Regions from separate parts of the Mus musculus genome. Here region 2 is linked to region 1. A link is a contact called in public promoter capture Hi-C data. All regions are on one chromosome and are shown on one strand. Each heading gives the region's core, a stretch centred on a gene start, on an enhancer-like site or on the middle of the called end of the contact. The rest is flanking DNA. Distances are from core to core; before and after follow the strand shown. Region 1 holds the start of Snap47 (synaptosomal-associated protein, 47). Region 2 holds the start of Drg2 (developmentally regulated GTP binding protein 2).

Region 1 (5,360 bases), core at 2,796-5,295:
CAGCTCCTACAGCCTAGCCCCACAGCCAGCTCCTTGTTTAGTCATCTGCTGGATATCTCATACTGTTCTAGGCCCTGGCAATGCTTTTCTCTCTCTCTCTCTCTCTCTCTCTCTCTCTCTCTCTCTCTCTCTCCTGGCAATGCTTTTCTCTCTCTCTCTCTCTCTCTCTCTCTCTCTCTCTCTCTCTCTCTCTCTCTCTCTCTCCCTCTCTCTCTCTCTCTCTCCCCCCCCCTCTCTCCCTGGCAATGTTTCTCTCTCTTTCTTCTTCTTCTTCTTCTTCTTCTTCTTCTTCTTCTTCTTCTTCTTCTTCTCCTTCTCCTTCTCCTTCTCCTTCTCCTTCTCCTTCTCCTTCTCCTTCTCCTTCTCCTTCTCCTTCTCCTTCTCCTCCTCTTCTTCCTCCTCTTTTTTTTTTGGTAACAAAAATTCTGTTGGAACCAAGAGTTTCTGGATCCCTCTTCCTCATCCTCTTAAACCTATAGTAAATCCTGGTCTAACAGACCTGGCAGAAATGAAAATATTTTAAAGAGACAATTATTCCTTTCAATCCAACTATCAAAGTGTTAAAACAAAGGCACCCAGAGAAATGGGTATCTCCCTGGGAATCTCAAACTGGGAGAAAGAAAAGGCACCAGCCAAAAGGGGACCTGCCCTTTCACATAATTTTTTGTTTGTTTGTTTTTTGTTTTTGTTTTGTTTTTTTTTTTTTTTCGAGACAGGGTTTCTCTGTATAGCTCTGGCTGTCCTGGAACTCACTTTGTAGACCAGGCTGGCCTCGAACTCAGAAATCCACCTGCCTCTGCCTGCCAAGTGCTGGGATTAAAGGCGTGCGCTGCCACCACCACCCAGCTGTTTTGTTTTGTTTTTTGATTTCACATAATTTTAACAACTTCTTAGACCACCTTACAGAAGGAGACTAAAGTCCAGACAAGGATGGATTAACAGTGTGTGTGGCCACACCTGTACTGCTCAGGTATGCAAATCTTCTGCTTTCTATTTAATCTCACTTCAGGACTTGGTGGTTCATCAGATCTCTTTGTGCCTCTTCCAATGTGGCCACACTGAATAAATCTCCTTTTTCTTTTTTCACTTTTAGCTTGGCTCCGTTCAAGTCCAACTCTGCTCACTCTAATGGGCTCTGAGCTTCACTCTGCTGCCCCCCTCCCTTACAGCCATCTCAAGGCTCCTCACTGTCCTGTCTCTGAATTGTTTTTCTACCTTAAAGCTTCTACTTAAAGAGCACCTTTACCCTTCCTAGTGCCCACTACCAACCACAGCACTCCAGACCTGAGAGCTTTCCCAATGCAACTCAACATGTGCACCAAAGGGCACCTGCCCAGAATCGCGTCTCGTGCACACTGCATGGACACCCAGTGTACACACAGTGAATGGGCCCTCCAGAGATGCTCTGTTCCTGAATTCTCTGTGTGGTATCTGCCTTTGTAAGGTTATAACTTGCCTTCACCAGGACAGGTACAGAGTAGTTAGCCCTGAGAGGACCCTGTGTGAGAGAGACACAATTACTGTGGGAAGTCATGTCAGGCAACCCCTGGGTGTCAAGCAAATTCACATAAATGACGTTCTTGGGGAATAGGCCCACGTCACTGTGACTCCTAACACACTGGGATTGGCATAATGGGTCTCTTTCAGCATTTCCACCACACATGTGCCCTTGAGTAAAACTCAATAGCAAGTAAACAGCCTATTTTTAGTTAATTTCCAAAGTAACAGAAGACGCAACATTTTGCACACCTTCCCATTACAAGGCTGAGTGGGAGAACAGTGGGGCAGTGTGTCCGAGCGGGGGCGGCAAGACTGGCTTTTTCCATTACCTGCCCTCCTGCTCTGTAGCAGACCCTCTTTCCACTCCCTCAGAAGTTCCCATCCCCACCCTGGGAGGCTCAGGCATGCTGTCTGAGGATGTTTCGAGCAAACACCACAGCCTTGCTGCAGGGTATGCTCTAGAAATTCAGAGAGAGAAATGAGACTGTGCAGTGTTTCCACCTCCCCTCCCCTCCCCAGGGTGCCAATTCCAATCCTTTCCTGTTTTCTTCTGGGGTGGCTCTGCCCAGGATGCGCAGTTTCCATAGGTCTGTGTGGGCTGGGGATGTGCATCACCAGCACTTCCCAGCTGGAGGTAGGAGAGGCAACTTCATGGGCACACACCTGGGTTTCGGGCCTCTCGCCAGGCCTCACATAATCGGCTCTGTTACTAACACCCAGAGGCCAGCTATCATGTGAAGACCAGGATTACAGCACTAACTACACAGGGCACAAGGGCTCATGTTCCCATTACAGTGCCACAGGCTACGCTGCCCCAGAGCTCTTGAGAGCATATATACCTACCTGCTGGCCCTGACCTCTTTCTTGCTCGTGGACAATGGTCTTAGATACTCAAGCAAAGAAGTAATTCCTAACTGGGTTTCATACTTTCCCAGAAAACAAAACAAACTACATATTTTACCTCTACTCTCATGTCCTAGTCAGTACAGGATTCTGGGACCCTAAAAGGGTCCTTATCAGTGAACACCAGAGGAAGAATGTCCTTAATTCAGTTCAGCTCTGACAAATGTCTGCCTCAAGATCATATTAGGTCCCAAGGGTGGGGTTCTGTCTCCCAAGATGTCCCTACATTGGTGCAGATGCAAGCCCAGGTTGTAGTACCACTCTGATGGCCAGCACCTAGAAAGCAGGGTTCCAGAGGTCCTCCTTGGTTTGGAGTTCCCCTAGAAGCTCGTATTACTCAGAAAACCACCAACTTCTAAGAAGAACCAGCCCTCACCTCCCTAAGCACATAGGATCCTCTGAATGGGTCTTCTAGGGATGCTGTGGACATGACTGATGAGACACTGACCACTGATGACCCACTCAACCTTTAGCCCTAGAAGCTGAGGGCTGGGTTCAAAGTCCCCACCCTCTGATCCTACTCAGGTCTTTCAGTGAGCCATTCCATCTGGAATCTACCCTACTGGCTGTTGGATGGTGTTGGACTCATTAGCATGCAAAATGGCATTTATCAACTCAACCTGTCCAGGAATTTTAAGAATTGTAGGCCAATTGTAGGAGGAGATTTTAAAAAATCTAAAATGGTGTTTCCAAATATAACATGCTGCCAATGCAGGAAAAGAGGGAAGAGAGGGAGGGGGTAACAGGGATAAAATGTATAAACACATGCATACCTGGAAAAAACTGGCTCAATACCAGAGTTAGTGATTACACGTGAATGGAATTCTGGGTGCGTTGGGGTTTTATTGTTGTTGTTATTGTAACCTGGCTTTTTTTCTTTTGGAGCTAAGTCATGATTTGTGGTTCATTTTGGCTTAGAACCTCGGAACCTTTCCGTTTCAGCATCCCCAATACTGGGATTATAGGCGTGCACCACGAGTCCTGGCATCGATGTTTCTCGTCACTTGAATTTCTCTATGAGCTGTCATCTCTACCATGACCTAGCCGCAACACAGCTCCAGACAAGCGTCACGATAAAGGCCACAACAGGCGAGTTTGGCCAAACAACCCTCCTCCGCCTCGTTTCTATCCTTCCCCTCTTCCCAATGCATACATACCTCTCTACCTGAACCTCAGCATCTCCCCCCCCCCGCCCCCCAAAAAAGCTCATTTTCTCCTTTTAATTTTTCCTCGTTCTATTTCTAAGGAAACATCACAATCCTTTAAAAGGTTCCTCCACAATCTATCCAAGACACTCGGGAACATCACCCCCACCCCCCACCCCGCCGCCCAACCCCGCCGCCCCACCCCCACCCGCCGCCCCACCCCCACCCCGCCGCCCCACCCCCCGCGGATCCTGACCGCCCGCTCTGCGCCCCAGCATCCTCTCAGGACCCAGTCATCCTTTGAGGTTTGAGACTGATGTTCATCTCCTGTGTCGGTGGCGGGCTCCGGTACTGGCTAGCTGCGCGGTAGCAGCTCACCTGAGGCAAGAGGAGCACGCAGAAGACGCAATGGCACGCTCCACTGGACCACCAGACAGAGACGCCAGCAGCTGGGGAGCAGGTCAGCCACTCGGCGAGCGCTTGTACGCCTGCGCGAGAGGGCGGGGCCGCGTAGGCGCGCACGCGCACACCCTGGGAGCCCCAAGGCCCGCGTTCCTGCTGGAATGTCGCACCTGTGGCTTTTCGTTCCGGGCTCTTTCTCTGTGGTTACCACTCCGAGCTGATTTTAGGGGGTTTCTCAGCCTCCGGTCCCTATTTGGGGTGTAGCGAGAAGCCGGACTGGGCCTCTGGGGTCAGGTTTCCCGGTGGATGGATCGGGAGACACGCACCTTTGCCGAGCGGTACTACCGGGACCTCCGAGACCCAGTCCCTAGCGGCGGTGGCGGCCCCACACCCAGCGGCGTGACCTTCATTCAGACCCCGAACGCCTTCTCCTATGCTGACTTCGTGAAGGGCTTCCTGCTGCCTAACCTGCCCTGCGTGTTTTCTAGCGCCTTCACCGAGGGCTGGGGCAGCAGGCGGCGCTGGGTGACCTCGGAGGGAAAGCCTGACTTCGAGTATCTGCAGCAGAAGTATGGTAGGAGGGCGCAGACGGGAGGTATAGACCCCGGCATGGGAGGGCGGCCGGGGCCGGACAGACTAGTGGAGTCTGGATAATTCGGCCAGAGGGTGGCCGGACCCCAAGATGGTGAACTACGTGTATGACTCTGCCATTTCTGTGCTGACTCTCTCGCTGCAGGAGACGCGGTTGTACCGGTTGCCAACTGTGGAGTGCGAGAATACAATTCAAACCCCAAGGAGCACATGTCCTTCCGCGACTATATCAGTTACTGGAAGGACTACATCCAAGGGAGTTACTCCTCTTCGCGGGGCTGCCTCTACCTCAAGGACTGGCATCTGTGCAGGTAATAAGACAGGACGGCGCATGGCCATTGGGCACTTACCCTAAGCAGCTAGTGCAGCCAGTCCAGGTGGAGCACGCCCACTGCACTCAGAGGGGCTACCTCTACAGCAGAGTTCTAATGTGTATCACAGAACTGATGCGAAGATGTGGGGAGATCAACATAGCGAGCCAGGTAGACTATTATGGGGAAGGTAAGTCTTTCGTACATCTTGTATGGGTACAGGCGGCCTGGTGTCTCCTTCCTCTTCTGTATTTTTGAGCTGGTATCTCAGATCCTCTGGGGCTGTCCTCTCTGCAACCCCACTGAGAGGACGCTTGTTCCTTCTACGATTGCTCTGGGGATTCTTGCCATCCCCTGGGCCATTCTAAGCTCTCTAAAGGGACAAGTGACCTTTCCGCAACCACTCTTGTCCCACTTTGGAAACCCCTTTACTCTTTAAAGACACATTCAATACTCTCCCTTATCAGCTTCCACTTTTCTCACACAGCATCTTGTGACAGCTTTACTT
Region 2 (5,156 bases), core at 1,705-4,204, 1.0 Mb after region 1:
TCCCTCCTCCTCCTCCTTCTTCCTCCTCTCTCATCTTCTCCTCCTCCTGCTTCTCTTTCTCTTTCTCCCACTCCTCCTCCTCCTCCTCCATCTCCACCTCCCCCTTCCTCTCCACCTCCTTCTTTCTTCCTTTGAGACAGGGTTTCTCTATGTACCTTTGGCTGTCCTGGAACTTGCTCTGTAGATGAGGCTGGCCTTGAACTCAGATTAAAGGCATGCTCTCCTATTGCCTGGTACAGCAAGCTGTAAAATGAATTATTTATTCTAGCTAGCCCACATAAAAGACACAGACTCCTGGTATATTATTTTAAAAGCTGTAAGCCTAGGTTGGGTAGAATTTGAAGTATTCTAACTTACCTCCCAGCTGTATGTCCCTTGTAACTTGCTGGTTATTTTCAGGGTCCATTTCTCCTAGCCACAAGCTCATGATCCATCTCCTCTCCTGACAACTTCATCCTCTCTCTGTCTCCTTCCTCGCTTCTCCATTGTGGCCCCTACCTGTGACCCCAGCCTGGTAATTCAAACTCCACCTCTCTCTATTCTCCCCAGTAATTGGCTATAGCCATTTTATTTAACAGATAGTTTTAAATTGGGGAGCAAGATTTGCACAACAAAGGCTGTTGAACATAGGAATTTGTCTTGGGACAACCATTTTCTTGGGATACAATTTTTAGTATTTGGATAAATAACAGATACTTGCCACCAAGTCTGACCATCCCAGTTGGAGCTCCAGAACCTACATGGTAGAAGGAGAAAGCAGACTCCCAAAAATTGGTCTTTAACCTCCACACAACCATACTTCACCACAAAATAAATAAAATGTAATCAAAAAAATCTTAAAGGCAAAGAGAGAGAAAGACATCAGATGTTAGCCTCTGGCCTACACACACACACACACACACACACACACACACACACACACACACACACACACACACACACACACACATATATTCATCCCTAGCATACAGAGAGTAGCACTGGGCATCACTAGTCTGTAGTCCTTGTCTTATGTGTGATTAGAATCCATCCCATCTAGAACTGGAAGCTCTGGGAGAAGGGATAGGGCTCTTTCTACACCACGTACTGTCCTAAGGCTCCTGATTTGGCAGGTTCTTCTAAGCACTAAACACACGTCAATCACTGTGTTATGTTTGGGTTACATCAGTAACTCAGCAGAATGGGGTTGTTGTGTTGTTGAGTCATGGGCCTTACTGTATTCTGAACATTAACTCTCTGTGTCCTCTGTGGTTTTCTCCAGTGTCTTTGACCTTGCTGAAGTATCTTTTGATGGACAAGTTAAATATGTACATAGAGCATAGTGACCTCTCCCTGTGCAAACCAGCCCCATCTCCACAGATCTGCATGGACAGTGGAGCTCACAGCTGGCTTCCAAGACTTAGGTTTGGAGGAGTCGGATCTTCCTTGAAGGAAAGGCTAGCTGCCTTTTCCTTGATCTTGAGGTAGGCCCAATTCTCGGGCAGGCAGCAAAAACAAAACAAAAAAATTAAGGACCATGGGATCATGAAGCAGACAGCAGAGAAGATGTTAGCATTCTTGGAAATTGAGCCATTTCCCCCAACTGTAAAGTCAAAGTGAGCTTACTTCTGGGGTTACAAGGTGGTGGTAAAAGATTCCAACAGCCATATTAGGAAGGAGTTGATGGAAGGGGTGGGGATAGGGAATAAAAGAAGTGCAAGATACAGGTATATGAATGGAAATGTTATGGGGCTAGAGATGGCCCAGTGCTTAAGAGCACTTGTACTTGCAGAGGGCACAGGTTTGACTCTGGACCCCTATGGTGGGACACAAGCATCCCTCCAGATCCAGGCAATCTGATGCCCTCTTCTGACCTCTGCAGGCAACAAGGAAGACATGCATGTGGTATACACATACATGTAGGCAAAACACTTATACATGGAAAATAAAACATCTTTTAAAATGTTATAACCCATTATTTTGAATGCTAATTGTTTTTTAAAAGGAAATTTGAGGCAGAAGGGACCTGAGGACTTGGGCCTGGGCTTCTCAGGCCTTCTCATCTGCATTGACCACCCCAGCTTCCAAAATGCTCCATCACCTTTTGATACCCACTCAAAACATCATATAAACCTACCACACTTAAATCGTACTACCTTGCAGAAACAGCATACACATCTACTGCATTACCATGAGGGTGTGTAGACTTGGAGTTCACAGCCAGAGCTTCATTCTATCTTGGCACTGTCATTTAACAGCTGTAATTTGCAATACCTATTCGGAAACTGCAATGCAAGCGAGACTGGTGACCCCATGCACTTTGTTCTTGAAACAGACATGTTCGATTCCCAGAACCCACGTGGTTGTTCACCACCGTCTGAAACTATACTTTTAGGAGATCTGGTGCCCTGTTCTGAGCTCCACTGGCACATGCACATGGTGTACATACATATATGCAAGCAAAACACACATAAAATGAATACATCTAATTTAAAAATTAAAAAAACAAAAAAACAATACCCCACATTAAAGCTGGCATTAAGTGCTCTTAACGGCTGAGCCCAGTTTTGAACTTTTCGTTTGCTTTCCTATCTGACACTGATACTAGCTGTGCAACCCAGCTGACTTCAAATTCGCAGCAATCCTCCTGCTCCTGCCTCCTGAGTACTGGGATTAAAGGTTACTCCAGCAGGCTAGACCCCAAGACTCTTTTACTGCCTTTACAAAATGGGAGCCTTAAGACTTTCTGCCCATCTCCTTTTCTGTCACTATCAAAGAGAAAAGAGATTCCCCCTCTGCTTTGCAAACTCAAAGCAGTTTGGGGTCTGGTCCTAACGAACCAAAGTCAAGACCCGGATGCTCATCGCAGCTGGACGAGGTAGGAACGGATGGTATCTGCTCTCCACGTGGTGTGCCCGGACTCCGAATCTCGTAGCACCGGGAGCTCGGGAGGACTCCATTCTTGGTGCGCTTCCTGGTTCTGACTGCTTTGCTTCCGGCATTAGACGTGAGCGCTCAGCGCTGTAAGCTATAGGCAGCGTGAATCTCCGCCGAAGCTGCAACTATGGGGATCTTGGAGAAAATCTCGGAGATCGAGAAGGAGATCGCTCGAACGCAGAAGAACAAGGGTAAGGGCGGGATCGGAGGGGTCTCCCTTTCTACCCTCCTTGTTTTTCTTGTCTGTAAAATGAGGGGACAACTGGAGCCACCACCGAGGCCGGAGAAACACCGGGGAAGTGCCGAGGCGTGCGTGAGGCGGGAGCGGGCACATTCAGCGACGTGATTTCAGGGTTCTTGAGAGATCTGATCTGTGCTGGACTCAGTGTTCAAGTAGAGAAACCTCAGCGCGCACAATAAGCCCGTGACCCAGAAAGGCAGTGTCGGAGATTTTCCCCTAGGGTCCTGGCAGCTGGGCCTTCATGCTGAGAAGGGCAAGAGAAGACATCTCACAAAACAGCTTGTCCCGGCAGACAGGCAGGCGCCAGCGAGCTAGTGTCAAGGAAGTAGGGACTGGAGAATTTGTCCACTACGTTCTTGCTATGTAACCTTGTAAAGTCATGTCAGTTTTTGGCGACCCAATGTCCTCATCTGTGGATAGGGATAACACCCGCTCTGTTGTGGTTCACATGTGCAAAGCCCTTGCCAGAGTGATCACCTAATATTTAAAGTAAACCACCCCAAATACACAACACCAAGGAAGCATCAAACTGTGAGGGTTGGGGATCAGTGGAGAGGTGGGACTGCCAAGCAGTGTCTAGCCTTGGTGCTTTCCCGAGTCTTGAAGAAATGTGGTGACAGAGTTAGTGCTGCTGCCCTTCCTGTTCGGATGCACAAGGCTAAGTGACCTTTCCAGGCAGTAATGGCAGGGTGGGATTGATCTGACTTAAATTCAGGCAACAGCAGGTTCATAGGTCCTGAGGCAAGGATAAAGTCAGAGAAGGGTGGAAGGAGTTGGGGCAGGACAGCTGAGGTCCTCAGTCTCAACCATGTCCCTGCTATCATGCGGATTCGGTAAGACCTGAAACAGAATTCCTTCTCAGTAACTTAACCCTGTTCCCCAGAATTTGGAAGCAGTATGGTAACCCTAACAATACTTTTTTTGGTTTGGTTTGGTTTTTGGTTTTTCGAGACAGGGTTTCTCGCTGTAGCCCTGGCCGTCCTTGAACTCACTCTGTAGACCAGGCTGGCCTTGAACTCAGAAATCCGCCTGCCTCTGCCTCCCAAGTGCTGGGATTAAAGGCGTTCGCCACCACGCCCGGCCTGACAATACTATAAAGGAGAAGGAAAAGGGACAGGTGTACAGTGAAACAGTCTGTTCTCCCTCCATGAGTGCTGGGTGATGTCAGGAGAACTAAGCACAAGGTACCCATCCTCTGCCTGGGGCCGCAGTGATGGGACGTGTGCAGGGAGGCTGTGTGGCCTCCTGGATTCCGTCAGGGGCTGATCACAGCATGGCAAATTTGTGTATGCCACAGTGTCCCCTTCTTCCATGAAGTGGTGCACCACATGGAATTCCAGCACTACAGAAAGTGCCCTGTGTCCATAGAGAAGCAGGGCAGACCTGAGGCCTTCAAGCCTGACCCAGGTTTTCTCTGGACGTCTTCAGGATGTGACAAGTCACGAATTCAGGAACTTCCCGGCTGTTCGGAATTGGTTCGTGATCTTTAGGGCAGCTACCAGGAGAGAGTAAAGCTCCAGAGTGAGCAGAGAGCAGCCCTGTGACCTTCTGTCTGCCTCAAGTACCATTAGTGCTGCCCATCCGTGCTCCTTAGGATGCTGAGATACCAGTGGGGTACCAGGGGAACCCTTGAGGTCTCCTTGAGGTGATTGTTGTCTGGTCTTGATGTTCTCAGCACTTGGCCCTATGTGGGTCCCCACCTGACCCTCCAGGTAGAGACCCTGACACTTGTTCCTGTCTTGTTTTCCATCCTCCAGCCACCGAGTACCACCTGGGCCTGCTGAAAGCAAAACTGGCCAAGTATCGGGCCCAGCTCCTGGAACCATCCAAATCCGCCTCATCCAAAGGAGAGGGCTTTGATGTCATGAAGTCAGGTGATGCCCGTGTGGCACTGATTGGCTTTCCCTCTGTGGGTAAGGTCAGTGATGGTCTCTGTGGACCTTGGGGAGAACAATAGAGGGTCACTTACCTACAGCATGCCCATCCCTACCTCCCCTCA

The links. Capture Hi-C pulls out chosen DNA fragments and counts their contacts.
Region 2: a promoter capture Hi-C map of liver shows a contact between it and region 1, with 3 times the contacts expected there. The contact joins the promoter of Drg2 here to the promoter of Snap47 in region 1. A contact is called at or near these places in 1 of 39 promoter capture datasets (liver) and 1 of 9 other capture datasets (liver).

What each region holds. Positions count from the first base shown.
Region 1 is chr11:59,445,989-59,451,348 of GRCm38.p6, forward strand. Snap47 (synaptosomal-associated protein, 47) reads right to left here and starts at 4,046. Exons shown (of 5, transcript NM_144521.3): 1 at 3,927-4,046. Jmjd4 (jumonji domain containing 4) reads left to right here and starts at 4,057. Exons shown (of 6, transcript NM_178659.6): 1 at 4,057-4,524; 2 at 4,687-4,852. The coding sequence starts at 4,257.
Region 2 is chr11:60,451,637-60,456,792 of GRCm38.p6, forward strand. It overlaps Drg2 (developmentally regulated GTP binding protein 2), which reads left to right and starts at 2,955. Exons shown (of 13, transcript NM_021354.2): 1 at 2,955-3,107; 2 at 4,915-5,075. The coding sequence starts at 3,044.